Linked DNA regions of Mus musculus: region 2 is linked to region 1. Evidence: chromatin contacts called from public promoter capture Hi-C data. All regions are on one chromosome and are shown on one strand. The core of a region is the stretch at or near the end of the contact, and the rest is flanking DNA. Distances in the headings are between cores, read along the strand shown.

Region 1 (4,076 bases), core at 433-2,932:
AACCCAGATGCCACTTTTAACTGCAGGAGAATGAAAGGAGTCAGTGGGGCTCTCAATGGCCCAGAGATGGGGTGTCCGGCTCACGAAGAGCACACTGCGAAGCAGTCCTGGGCTACGCGCTCTCCCAGACCGGCCATCCTGTATCTAGTTGTACTCCTGTTAATGTTGCAATGAAAATCGCCGGCTCAAACTAAAGCAAGTGGAAGCGAGCCTCTGGAAGTTTTCCAATACTCCGATGCTGGCCAGAAGCCTTCCCACGCTTAAGACCACCCCATCCCAACACTTCCTGGGGTGGGCTGTATGCTGGTCCCAACAGGAGTTCAAGCCCAGAAACCCCTAGGTAAAAAGAAGCCCGACTTGGTCTATACAGAACCCATGCCGCGAGCCTCGCGCAAAGAGCTTGCCAGTTGCTCCAAGTCCCGAGGAGGCACACACTGCAGGGCGTCCTTCCAGGACAGGGGGAGGAGGGGGATGAGAGCAGGGCAATGGCATGGCCCTGGAACCCATTGCAATTCCAAACTTAAATGGAACGCCACGCGCTAGCAATACAGAGCGCCAAAGAAAAGAACAGAGATAAAAGAACTGAACCCTGCACTTCCTCTAGACCGCCTAACCCTCACCAAAAAACACTCCACAGGAAAGCACTCAACCTCCAAAAACACGAAGCTGACCAAAATACCCTCCTTATCCAACTAAACGCCCTTATCTGCTCTGCCAAACCCAAGCGCTGGCGGGACTGTGATCCCGGTGGGCCGGAACCTAGGCACTTCTGTGGACGATCCAGACCCGCAACCTCCGCCCCAGGATGCTTACCTTGCAGCGCAGCTCGCGGCCGGTGTGGATGCACAGTGCCCGGGACACATGCTCGCGCTCAGCTAGGGGTAGCAGCAGGTAGTCGGCGATTCGGCTGGGCCCGGGTGAGCTCACACAGCTGCCGCCGGTCCCCTGCGTGGAGGGCGGAGGCTGAGGGCTGCAGGGCGAGCCAGGGGGACTGAGGTAGTCGGGGGGACTCGAGCACTCAGAGAGGCGCGGACACTTGGCCGCCACTGCCCCCGCGTCGTCCGTGTCCAGCAGGCGTTTGGCCGGGGTTCCCCGGGCAGCCGGAAACAGTAGACCCGGACCGCGGGGCTGCGAGGCGCCGCTCAGGGCAAAACGCACGGGACCGACCCGCATCGCGGCCCTGGCCGGAGCGGCCCCGGCTTTGTAAATCCCTGGATCTGCGCTGTGACTTCTTCCAGTCGGCGGGATGGAGTTTGCAGATAGAGCTTGGATCGGTCCCCAAGAGGAGCCGTTCCAGGACGCTGGCGTTGTCCACCAGAACCACGTTGGCCACGCGTCCAAGGGTGGGAGGCCGGCTAAGGTCTCCAGACCCCCACAGGCACCAGGTCTGGGCGCCTCGTTGGCGGTGGCCGCCGCTATTGTTGCCGAGGCTGTGGATAGTCCGGGACGTGGAGACGGCCCGAGTTCCCGGGTGTTGAGCCTCGAGGACAGGATTCCACAGGCTCCTCGGCTTCTCCGAGCAAACGCACTTCCCAAAGCAATTAGTCTGGCGTAAAAGCCGGTACAACTTTTCCGCGCCGCTCGGAATCCTGCGCGCTCCTGGGCTCCAGGCGTGTGAGCGAGCGAGACGCGCTCCAGGAGAGAGAGAGAGAGTGACCGACTATGAGTGTGTGTGCCGCACTGATCCCGGCCAGTGCACTCCTTCTCCTTTTCCTCCACCTCCTCCGCCTCCCGGTGACTCACGCTGTATACACACACACACTCACAGCCCGGGCTGTGTAAACAGTTGGGAAGCCGGGTTGTGCAATGAGGTGGCTGCGACGACTCCGGCCCCGTCGCCCGGCTTGCAGTCACCGGAGCGGAGGGAGGAGACTAGGGGGGAGGGGAGGTGGAGTTGGAGGCTGGAACTGTAAGGGGTGGCTGGAGGCCTGGGGATGCTCCTGACCGCGCGCGCCGAGGCGCAGGTGGGAACGTCCTGGGACGCCTTGGGCGCGCGCACACGCCCCCCGGGTTGGGCTGGGCAGCAGGCTGCGCGCGCCCCACCGCAGGCCCGCGGGCCCGTAGCCCAGGGAGGGGGCGGAGGCAAAGCTCCCGTGACGTCAGGTTCCCGGGGAAGTGGGCGGGAGGGGCGGGGCAGCAGGGGCGAAACGACCGCTGATTGGTGCGCGCGCATCATTCACACAACACAATGGAGCACCGAGCTCCCGGCGGCCGCGCGCGCACCTCCTGGCTGCGCACCGGCAGCTGGCTGAGACCCAGTGGTCACGCCTTTATCCTAGTGGGTCCCCCCCTCCCCGCCGTTCTGCACTTTGGGGAGCTCCCGGTGGAGCTGTGGGCGCCGTCGAGTCGCGGCTGCAGCCGGAGGAAGGGGCGAGAGGAAAGGTGATGAATTCCATTATCAGTCATTCACCCCCACGCGGTAGTTCCGGGGAAGACCTGTGCGTGGTAGTGAATGTGGCTTTTTTTTTCTTCCCCTCTTTTCCTGCCCCCTCCCAACTCTAATCCCCAGCGTCTGTTCGCTTCCACAAATAGAACCTTCTGTTGGATGAAATAAAAGCAAACACTGGGCCTTCTGCTCTGCCTCCACCTCCACGCCCCTCCCGCGCCTGCCGCCCGCCCGGATTGCACGGAAATAGCCTCTCCAAGCTCCTGGGCCGCCCCTTCGCGGTGACTCGCCGAAAGAGCTTCCTGAGCTCCGGCCGGTGGGAAACAAAGGATGTGGGGAACTGGCGGAAGGGGCCCACGTGGCTGGCGCCAGATTCCTGTCCCCTCCCGCCTGCAATGCGCGCCCGAGGGTCTAGGGCGCCAGTGCGGCCAGGAGTATTGGATACTGGGGTACGGGTCATTCTATTCACTGCCAGGGATACCATCTGCACGCGGACAAGGTCGCATGTATACTTTCATATAGTTTGAGTTGTGTGCTCTTGAAACTGGCTGACCTTGCTCCCTGGAAACAGCTTGCAGTCACATTTTGTGTTGCTGGGTTTTGTTTGGTCCCCCCCCCCCCCACTTCTTTCGCAAACCAGGTCAGTTTGGAGTCTCTGGATCCTCACTTAGCATAGATGCCTATTATCAAAATCCTTTCTTGCAATTATGCTGAATAATTAATTTTCTAAAACCAGGTCAAACCCAAGAATAAATCCTTTTCATCATTAATTCTCCAGTCATTCAACAAACGCTAATTAAGCATCTCCAAGGGTTAGTTAGGCGCTGGGGATTAGGAGACTTAAATTGAGACAGTAATGATAATTGGCATCAGTTGTGGCCCAGGGGCGTGCGGGCTCCTTACTCTGATTATTTTGCATACGTTATGAACTTTAGTTTTACACTCACTTCATAGGGTTACATTTTGCTCCATTTGATTAAAAAAAAACAAAAAACGGAAGCCTAAAACCTTTAGCTTCCTTGCTGTGATTCAAAGGCGACGGGAAGCAGTCCATAGTCCGTAGGGGAAGCTTCTCCGGCACTCTTGTAGACTCAGAGGAGACCACAACTTGCAAAGAAAGGAACTGTTAGGGAGGCCTCCATAGGGTTATGCGAACTGCCCAGAGGAAATCCGTGTACGGAACAGCAGCTTGGCTAGGAGAGGGAGCTGAATCTTGACAGGTTATCGGGACTAAGTATGTTTAGGAAGTTGCACTAGACCCTGAGGTTTTTTGTCCTACCTGATAAGATTCTCTCCTGAAGGAATCTTAGGATGTACTGAGCTGCCCGCTGGGCCTGTTACTGGACAATGAACCCAACCAATACTGTGATGAGTTATCTTAACCTGAATGCTGTATGTACCTCCTCCCCCTTTGTTAGCCTCTTCTGGGAGATACATCACCACAAACCACCGTTGCCATGACACCTCAGCTAAACATGTGCCCCGTCCTCCTCTGCTCAGCTCCCTGGGATGGCCTTCACAAACTCACTGAGTTTTGGGGTTTTTGGTTTGGTTTGAGTTGGGTTTTTTTTTTTTTTTTTTTTTTTTTTTTTGCCCAGTATGACCAGTGGGAGGCTCTGGAAGACCATGAGCAGGTGGGAGGCAGAGGAGAGTTACCAGGAGACATCTTTCTCCCTGCTTGGGCATTCAG
Region 2 (4,076 bases), core at 603-3,102, 2.4 Mb before region 1:
TAAGAACTCAGCAGACAGACTTTCAAGGAGCAAATAATACAAATTACCAGAAACAACAGAAAAGAGACACCTTTCCAGTTCTGTAAACTGCTGTCACAGAAGCAAAACAGGATGAGTCAGAGGAGAATCAATCAAAAAAAAAAAATCAATTTCTTCTACTTTTCAAGGGAAGCTGGTTTATGCAAAATCCTGCACTCAATAGGTAAAGCAGCAAGAAACAGCCACCCTTAACCAGGCAAAACAACAAGGCAGTCCCATACAGTCACTCCCTAACAGAGTGGGGTGGGGGTCCCAGCACAATAGCCCACAATGTCTTAAACCAGCCTTAATGTCTCACCAGATCCATCATGAACCTAGTTGAGTTCAAATAACCGTAAGGCACATCCTCACCTCCGAGATGTAACTAGCACACATCCAAGCACTGAGAGCAGGCCACCACGAGGTTTTTCCCAGTCATGGAGTCCATGTGACGTTTCTGATTTCCTGACAGCTTTGCTCCTTCTAAATCTTTTAAGAAGTCCCACTTGGAGCTCCAAGGATAGAAACACAAACGCTTTCCCACTGGCTAGAGCTTTAAGAAGGACTAGCTATGACCATAGGACTGTGCAAGTGAACAAGCCCAAACTTGTCACTGCCCATATGCAAAACAGGCCTGCAACATCCTACCACATGCACTTCAACAGAGACCTGCATCCTTAGCCCTCCCCAACACACAGACACACAGACAGACAAACAGACAGACAGACAGGCAAGCAGGCAGGCACACACACACACACACACACACACACACACACACACACACACATTTGGCTTTCTCTAGGTCAAATGACAACAACCCCTTAAAAACACAAGAGCAGAAAGGAAACAAAAACCTCACTTCTCCCTATACTCTCTTAAGTGATTTCTCTCCTTAAGCTTCTAGAACGTTCTGGAGAGCTCAAAAGGACAGATTATCACCCACTAGTAAACTAGTAAGAAAATCCATGATGTGTCTACACATAGGCACATGTAGCTTCATGGCTGCGCTTCCTGGAAGTCTGCACAGTTCTCCCACACCACTCATAGGTACAGCAGAAAATACTAGCCAAGAAAGGGCCAATCTAGTTAAAGCAACAAGCTATCCAAAAAGAATTAGCAAGGATGAAGGCGTGGGGGCCTTCCACGAACACAGGAACGCAATACAAAAGCACAGAAAGTTTCCTGACACAGGGAGTTTTAGGAGATCACCTTCTTTCTGCCCCGAGGGGGTGTCTCGGAGGAGGGCTGGCCAAGGATGGAGGGAGCATCACTAGACTAGACTCAGACTTCCAGTTTCGTAAATGAGGCCTCCAAACCACATCAGCGGCCCCAAATCTGCGCTGATTGCAGGGGGCGTCTCTCTCTTTTAGACCTGAGGAAATGGGCTCTTGATCAAGTGCATAAATCCAGAATTACCTCTATGTAGAGGCCATCCTGGGAAATCTCCCTCGCACCCACACTTCTCACCCACACCCAAACTCTCTGGCAATCTCGAGTCTAGTGATGAGGAAAAGTGCAAGGTTAACACGCGCTCGTGGGAATGCAAAAGCCACTTTCCTCTATCCAGACTCTGCATCCCTGGGCTCCAGAGTTTCCAGGGGATAAACTTGGAACTTACAAGAGGGTGGATCCAGCCGTGACTCCGAGGTCACCGGGGCTGCCAACATCCTTTCCACGCGGATATCCACTCGGGGGGCTCTGGGAATGCTAAGTTCGTAGCTTCTCTTCATCCTGGCCTTGCCGAGCCCGCTTGACCAGTGGGTCCATGTGCTCGGCGGCCACACGCGCTCTGCCTGGTAGAGCGCGGGGCTGGCGGGTGGCCCGTGACGTCACGGCGGCTCGCTCCCGGCCGCGGGGGAGGGGGAGAAGCGCGCGCCACCGGGCAGGCCGCGTGTGTCCCCGATCTCCTGGTGTCTGGAGGTTTCTGACCTGAGGGATCCAGCTCGCCCCTCTGCCTGCTGCCCTAGGCAATGAAGGGGCATCAAGCCTGAGAGGAGAACCGCATGGAGGTGGCGTGCCACTGAGGCTGCTTAATGCCCAGATGGCCCTAGTAGAGAGCACACTCTGTCAGTCCTGGGCTGGGAGGTTCTAGCTGCACTCAAACCTAGGTCCTACATAGGTCCCACACAGCCTGGGGCTATGCCCAGGCGAGGTCAACTAGCTTTCCCACCTCCCCTCCCCACCCTCCCCTCCCCCACACTATTCCTTTTTAAGGTAGACATCCCATCCCCCTTCACCTTGAAGCTTAGCAGTCTTCCCACTTTTCGGATAGGGAAGGAGACTCCAGTGAATTAAAAGGACCAAACTGCTCAGAAAATAGGTCAGTAGTTCCTACAGAAGACCCCCCCGAATCTGTTCTATTTCAGAACTCTCATCTGAGAGCAGTCCTGGGTACCATCCATCATCTGTGGTTCTGGAGAGAAGGACGTACTAAGCAAACTCTAGCTGAGAGAGGACCACCTGTCTGCAGCATCCTCCATTCTTGGTCCGTACAGGGTATTACACTAACCTCTCAAATGTGCAAAAGCCTCTGCAAAGAACGAAGGCTGGTGTGAAAGGCACGCGTATACCACGATATTCTTTTCGCTGTATTCAATCCAGCACCGAACAGGTGCACGTCTCTAGTACCATTTAGTCAAGCGCGGCAACGTGCTACAACCAGAAAGGGGAATGAAAGATGAGGTAGACTCAGATCCTAGAGGGAAACCGGAGTCCTGTGGAAAGCGGGTTGCATAACTAGGTGATACCAGGATCGCGGAAAGTAACGCGGGTCCACTCTTCTCTCAGCACACTATACCTCACTTTATTTCAATCTCTCAGAGAGTCTTTATCTCCTCCCTCCCTCTACGTTCCCCCTTCAATGTCTTCACTTTCATTACTTCTTAGCCACATGAAGATGTCTCTGTTGAAGAGAAAATTTACCATACTCGTGTGTGCCAGTGCGATATGCACGGATAATCGCGCTGTGTGTGGTTGGTTTCCACCCTGAGAGTGACCGAACAGATCTTCCGATTATCTCCTTCAGATTATCTCCTTCTTGTGCTAGAGAGTGAAGAGGGTTCTGAATTCTATGTCTGTATGTGCTTTCGATGTGTCAGACATTTCCCAAACCACCTGCTGCGACCTTGGGGAGAAGCAACCACAGGCTCTCAGAGGCCCAGTTTTAAAGACAACTTCAGTAACAAATCCCTGAAGATGCCACCTGCTCCTTCCAGTTAGTCCTGTACACTAGACCTCCCAACGGCTGAAGACCTTCACCCAGGTTCATTCAGCTTTAGTCTCGACCCAGTTTGCCCTTCCCTGGGACTAAATTTTGCTGCGCTAATTTTAGGCTAATATTTTCCCCCGATATAATATAAAAATATCATTTGGGAATTTCACATAATACACTCTAATAGCACTCTTATCCCGATCCTCCCATGTCAGTCCTCCCCACCTTTGTGAACATCCCTACCACCACCACCACCACCACCACCACTGGAAAGTCATAGAGCCACTGGAGTATGGCCACACTCCTAGGGACCAGCCAGCTCCTTAAAGAAAACTGATTCCTTCCCCACCTACCCGACCCCCTCCAGAAGCCATAAGTTGTGGAGAGCTACACTTCAGCATTCTTACCACATTTTTTAAAGCATTCTCTTCGAAGGCTTTCTGTCCAGGTTGTTACTTTGGGGAGTGGGGCTTCCTTTTATGGGATGTTTAAAAATTTTTCCAGTGCCGGGCATGGTGGCCCACACCTTTAATCCCAGCACTTGGGAGACAGAGACAGGTGGATTTCTGAGGTCCAGGCCAGCCTGGTCTACAAAATGAGTTCCAGGACAGCCAGGGCTATACAGAGAAACCCTGTCAAAAAAAAAAAAAAAAGAAAAAAAGAAAAAAGAAAAGAAAGAAAGAAAAAAAAAGAAAAAGAAAGAAAGAAAGAAAATATTCCAGCAAAATTTCACAGAAGAAAGTATTTTTAATAGCACTACTATCTAAAACAAACATTATAATATATGTTTCTAATTTTATCTTTTCCTTTTGTTTTTTTTTTTTTGTTTTTTGTTTTTTGTTTTTTG

Evidence for each region. Promoter capture Hi-C pulls out the DNA fragments that hold promoters and counts their contacts.
Region 2: a contact with region 1 is called in a promoter capture Hi-C map of hippocampal neurons, with 4 times the contacts expected there. The contact joins the promoter of Pvt1 here to the promoter of Trib1 in region 1. A contact is called at or near these places in 2 of 39 promoter capture datasets (hippocampal neurons and liver) and 3 of 115 datasets of contacts at active chromatin or transcription factors (embryonic forebrain, embryonic stem cells and stem cell-derived neural progenitor cells).

The regions. Positions count from the first base shown.
Region 1 is chr15:59,646,260-59,650,335 of GRCm38.p6, reverse strand. It overlaps Trib1 (tribbles pseudokinase 1), which reads right to left and starts at 1,682. Exons shown (of 3, transcript NM_144549.4): 1 at 814-1,682. The coding sequence starts at 1,173.
Region 2 is chr15:62,035,762-62,039,837 of GRCm38.p6, reverse strand. It overlaps Pvt1 (Pvt1 oncogene), which reads right to left and starts at 1,852. Exons shown (of 5, transcript NR_132747.1): 1 at 1,637-1,852.